2 separate regions of the Mus musculus genome follow, and region 2 is linked to region 1. Evidence: chromatin contacts called from public Hi-C data. All regions are on one chromosome and are shown on one strand. The core of a region is the stretch at or near the end of the contact, and the rest is flanking DNA. Distances in the headings are between cores, read along the strand shown. Region 1 holds the start of Xkr5 (X-linked Kx blood group related 5). Region 2 holds the start of Rnf170 (ring finger protein 170).

Region 1 (2,845 bases), core at 88-2,587:
TGCTAAGTTGCACAGGCTAGCTTTAAACTCTTTCTGCAGCCTAGTTAGGTTTAGAACTCACCACGTTCATCCACCCCCAACCTCTTCATTGGCTTGGATTATACGCCTATGCCATCAGACCAGGCTCCACCTATATAACCTCGGATGTCAGCGAGAAGCTGTGTTGGTATTACTGATTACTGAGGGGGATTGTGGAGGGTACTCAGGGACCCTTTCACACTACCGTTGTCCTGAGTTTTCTAGGATTACCAAGGAATGTAGATCAGTAGGCACAAACCTCACTGCTTGGAGGCAGAGCCGGGAACCCATCAGCTATGGGAAGAGAATAGCCACTATTCCTTTCTCAGTCCCAGGTTATGTTCAGTGCACTGACAAGCTTCCTGCTAAACATCCATTCTTTTCCTGTTGGAAAGCTAGGGGACTAGGCCACTATGGGCAACAGTGTACTTCCTAGTCTCTTAGGGCCTAAACTAGCGCCCTTTGGGATTCTGAGTGGGTGTTGGGGACGGGAATCTGCAGGGATTATTCTGTAAATCAGAGGTAAATTTCAGAGATACCATGTCCAAGAAGGGACGCGGAACCTTGTTGGATCCGGATGGTGGAGTTTCCCCAGGGACCGGGCCTTGTAGGAGAGTGGCAGAAGTGGGCGGAGGCACTCTATGCCAGCACTGAAAGGGTTACAAATTCAAACGCGAAAGGCGCGAAAACTATGGCCATCTTGCTTCATCTCCGCTACCCACAGGACCCTTGTCTTCAGTAAACCAGCGTTCTGCTGTGTCACAATCTCGAAAGGGTAACCAGTGTCCTTTGGGATCCCACCCCTCCACCTCTCCCAGCTCTTGGATCGCATGCCACCCCAGCCCGGAGCCCGGGTGTCCAGGGAGCCAGGGCGCCTCACCAAGTGCTGGCGCTCCAAAGTAGCCTCCTCACGCAGCTCTTTGCAGAGCACCAGCGAGAGGAGAGAGAAGGGACTCAGGGCTCCGGGTTTGGAGTATGGGGAGGATCCATGCATGGAGGGATGTCTAACTGGATGGAGGAAATCATGCATGGTGAGGGGATCACACAGGGAGTGCTCTGCAGGCTAGGACGGGAGATCATCGTGCGTGCACCGGCGCAGTGTTCGCCGCTTGCCTGCCTGCCGGAGGAGGAGGAGGCACAGCGGTGGTAGATGTGCCCCGCACACTGGGTTGGAGTAGGGTATTGGAGGGGTGAGCACTCGCGGGCTGCGCCTCACTCACGCGCGCTTTGCTCGGCCGCCTGCAGCAGGGCAGAGAGCCCCAGGAGCCCCGCGTGCATCTTCTGAGCTGCTGCTGCCTGTGCCCGCCCCTTCCCCTGCCCGGGACCGGGTTGGGGAGGCTTCCGGCTTGGGGCCCCAAGACAGGAGGCTTTTCTTCCCAGTCAGTTACCAAGTTGCTAGTAGGGTTGGGGTGAAGGCGGGGACAGGGGGCAGGAGGAACCGACAGGTTCTTAGGGGGCAGTCTCGCGGTCTGTGTCAGATTTGCATGCTGTCCCAGCCTCCTAACGGCTGTAAGACACAATGGGTTTGTTCTGAAGCGAAATGGGTTAGTCACTGGGTGGTCATAGTCAGCGGGTTTGCTCAAAACAGAGTCCACTTAACTACTAGTCAGAGTGGTGTATGTGTGTATGTGTATCATGGGAGGAGGAATTTGAAAAGCTGATTGGGACTTTTGAAAAATTTCAGTTGTGTGTCCAGAAAAGGGAAAGGAAACACGCCTAAAATGGCATCTGAGCCTTTAATAGCCGCTTTGCTTTCAGACCTTTCTCCCAGGTATCCTTGAGGGGTTAATCCAGATCCCCCAAAGCCAGAAGTAAACCTTCCCACGGAAAGTCTTTCTGGGAGATGGGAAAGCATCACCCTGACATTTGTTTCGATGTAGAGGTTACACAGGACTGTGGACGTGGGGACAAAGATTGTTCTGAATCGTCCATGCCCAGCGGAAAAATGTTTTATAACCCTTGAGCAGGCGTGGCAGGAAATTACTAAGTAGAGGTCAGGCCTACAGCGATTCTGCCCCATAGAATTCTTGCGAAGGAATAAGAATACACAAATTAGGACTGGAAATAAATGCTGTTCATGATTAGTGATGGGTGGGGAACATTTCAATACATTTCTCAACATTTTTAGCCTTAAAACATCCCACCACACTCCCCATCCAAATTCCTAGGTGTACGGTTTGAGAAATAAAAACATATTCTATATTTCATTTGTTAAAAACAGTCCAAGGCAGGCAAGGTGGGGGATCAGGACGTTGGCTGCCTCTCTGGTCTGTCTTGTGTGCTGTGTCCAGTGTGGAGGGACATGGCCCCCCAGGTTCAGAATCCTATAAATGGAGATCGCAGAAGGGTCAGCTGGAAGACACAACTGGGGATTCCAGCTGGGATATTCTATCTGATTCTATTCTATTTGATTGGCTGTGTGGCAAAGGTGGTTGGTTCATAATCACACCTCCTGTGCCACCAGCCTCCCTTCTCTCTACCTTTCTTTTCTTCACAGCACTTATCCAGTTACGTTTCCTCCTTGGCTAATGTGTTATCTTTTACCAGTCTGCTATGGCAGGAGGTGAGGTGCCTTCATTAGACTAATGACACTGTCTCTAGACCTGACTCAGGGGAGGCTCTTGTGAGACAGACTTCCTGGAGAGACAAAACATGACAGATAAAAGCAATGGCTGCACCCTTGTCCAGCTTGGTGAACCAATGAGTATTTACTGTGGTGACTAACTGGAGTGGGGGACTCATTACTTACAAGGAGCAGGGATGTCTCAAAAGCAGCGGCAACATCAGAGAGATCACCCTGACATGGGTTTAGATTTCTCCTGCAGGC
Region 2 (2,845 bases), core at 143-2,642, 7.2 Mb after region 1:
AAAATTAACATGTATCACAATAGCCACTGTAAATGTATCTGGGTTCTTCTAAAAAGGACAGCTAACATTTCTAGCAGTAAGTAAAATGAATGTTCCTGGTTTATCCCATGGCTCTGCATATATGCCTGGACCTACCTCCAACCAGCATATGAAAACCAGAAACAAACACGGTTAACTGTCCAGCTAATGAAAAGGGCCGTTTAAGCCATGACTATTGACAAAATCCTGCATGTTTACTTGAAAATTCGATAACCTTAACCCTCATCAATTCCAAATTAGAATCTCATGGTGCTTTAAAAATGTGTTTCAGTTCCATTACGAAATCCCTCAATTTTTCCAGTTCAACATTTTTATCGTTGGTTCCTTTTATAGGTACCATCACATCGTTTATAACAGTCAAAATGCATCTCGCGTTTTAAATGTTTTGCCTCTGAGTGATTCTTCATGTTTTGTCTATCCACCCTGCCAATGTACTATTTTCCAATGGGCAGGGCTTCATCCATCCCTCAAGGGGCTACACTCCATCCTGGCTGAACGCTACAACAAAGGCGAGCAGCATCGCTTAACTAGGGGGTCCCGACTGCCTCTACCGGGCGCCCAGGCAGAACCAACGCTTTGGATCACTGGGAGCTTGGGAGCGAAACGCCAGCGCCTCATCAAGGCAAACAGTCCTAATTACAGTGTCGCCTGCACCCCATCATTAGCCCCCACCGGGCAGGTTTCCTCTCGGACAGCAGCCAACATCTCAGGCCGGACAAGTTCCTCCTGGACCCTGGGCCCAGCCTGCCTGAGCCCGGCCTCTCCCTGCTGACCCTGACCCGGCCGCGGGTGTAGACGCGGCCGCACCGGCTACTCAGCTCCGCCCGTCCCAAGCCCCGGATGTGACGGCAGGTCGCCCCGGGGCGTTCGCCCCCCGGGACGAGCACCGGTGTCCGCGAAAAGGTGGCGGAGCTTTCCCACCGGCCCGCTGCCCACCACGTACCCAAGTGAGCAGGCTCTCGCACAGCTCCACCCGCTCCACAGACTCCACGTTAAACATCTTCCTGGGGTGGCCGCAGCGTCTCCCTTCAACCAACCAGAAGCCGCGGCCGCTCGGCTCGGGGTTTGAGTCCGAAGGGGTCAGGCAGCAGACCGGGCGTCTGGCGGACCTTCTCTTCCGTCCGTCCGCTCCCGGGGCGCGGACGCTGGCAATCGCTCCGCACTGTCACCAGCCCCTCCTTCCCTCGCTCGGGGCCGCGCACTCCCTTGCGCGCACCCGGCGCCGCCAGCCCACGCCCTCTTGCGCGAGCGCCGCGCCCCGCCGCGCCGCGTAGCGCGAGTCCCGAGGTCCGAGGGCCACTGCGCACGCTCGCGCTCGCTCAGCCCCGCCCCTAGAGGCGCGCTCCCAGAGCCAGTCCAAGGCCCGCGGGCGCGCGCCCCGGCCGGGCCCTGCGGTGGCGGCCGGTCTGTGTGTCTCTCCAGTCCGCTCACCCTCGCCGGGGCTCCGCACTGCGCGTGCGCTGACGCCGGCGCTCTGGCTTAAGAAGCCGCCTGTAGTTTGCACGGGAGGAGTAGCTAGGTAGTCCCCGGAAATGAGCTCTATGCCGACCCGCCGACTGGCCCGGTAGTTCCTCGGCCGCGACGAGGTACGCGCCCCCCTCTCCGGCCGCGGGCGTGTGCCAGGCCACGCCCCCGCACGGGCGGGCCGGGGACCCGCGGACTGCGGGACTCGGCGCGGTGGCGGTGGGGGGAGCTGCGGGACCGCGCGAGGGTAGGCTCCGCGCCCACCGCTTCCCTCCGGAAGCCGGAGCGCAGCCTTCCCTGAGTCGCCGGAGCCTGCCCAGAGTCTCCCTCCGGGCGAAGGTGGAACGGCTGACGTGGGCGCGTCTCGGAGGCTGGGGGCCGGTTTGGCCCGGCTGTGGGGAGCCCGGCGTTCCTCCTTGGAGCCCCCTTCTCCCACAAAAAACTTTACCCAAAGTGACAGAGGGTGGACGCCAGTTCCCCAGTGCGTAAGGACCCTTGCTGTTCCTAAGGCCTGCTTCTTGTGCTAGGAGTTGGCTTCATTGAGGTGCATCCTTGCCCGACTTTCGATTTTTTTTTTTTAATACAAGCCTTGTAGAAGGTTTCATATACGTTTTTAAGTCGCATGCAGAACAGTGCGTAGCAGTACATGTTTGAGGAATATTAATAAAATGAATTGCCACATTCCCAAGAGTTCTTCCATCCATACCATCTCTAATCTGATTTTTGTGATAGGCACTTACTTTATTTTAAAAGCTTTCCCTTTTAGCTTTTTAACCAGATGACTATGCATGTAGTATAATTTTCCTTTGTTTGATTTTGAACTTTTATGAATGGATATGTATTGTGGCTTTGGCTTTTAAATAATATTAAATTATCTGCAAAAATCCCATGATTGTCTAATATCCTATTGTGTGACTACAGCCTTGTACCCGTTCTACTATTGATGTGCACTTTGTTCCAGCTTAGGGCGTCTAAGAATAATGCTATAATAAACAGTCGACCTTAATGCAAAGATATTGGCGTTTCCAAGACAACAAGATACAAGATATATGCTTTGGAGTCCTAGGAGAATCTTGGATTCAAAGGTATGCATAACCACCAGATCATGCAGTCTTTGATTAGCAGTGCCTGGGAAGAAGTTATCTTCCCAGGGCACACCTTCACTTTTTTTTTTTTTTTCTTCAGTTCCTGGGGACTTCTTTCCCATTTGAAGTTGGTTTTCTCGCTGAGCTTTTAGGATTTCAAAAAAACATTGAGTTTTTGTTTTGTTTTGCTTGCGTGGTTGGCTGTGTGTGTGTGTGTGTGTGTGTGTGTGTGTGTGTGTGTAGCCCTGGCAATTCTG

The links. Hi-C and Micro-C count contacts between places; a contact is called where the count stands out from the background.
Region 2: a Hi-C map of B cells shows a contact between it and region 1, with 5 read pairs. The contact joins the promoter of Rnf170 here to the promoter of Xkr5 in region 1. A contact is called at or near these places in 1 of 39 promoter capture datasets (pre-B cells) and 1 of 484 Hi-C or Micro-C datasets (B cells).

Annotation. Positions count from the first base shown.
Region 1 is chr8:18,949,638-18,952,482 of GRCm38.p6, forward strand. It overlaps Xkr5 (X-linked Kx blood group related 5), which reads right to left and starts at 1,338. Exons shown (of 7, transcript NM_001113350.2): 1 at 1,239-1,338. The coding sequence starts at 1,296. It overlaps Gm40464 (a long non-coding RNA gene), which reads left to right and starts at 630. Exons shown (of 3, transcript XR_870173.3): 1 at 630-793.
Region 2 is chr8:26,117,976-26,120,820 of GRCm38.p6, forward strand. It overlaps Rnf170 (ring finger protein 170), which reads left to right and starts at 1,393. Exons shown (of 8, transcript NM_029965.4): 1 at 1,393-1,625; 2 at 2,465-2,588. Hook3 (hook microtubule tethering protein 3) reads right to left here and starts at 1,249. Exons shown (of 22, transcript NM_207659.3): 1 at 983-1,249. The coding sequence starts at 1,039.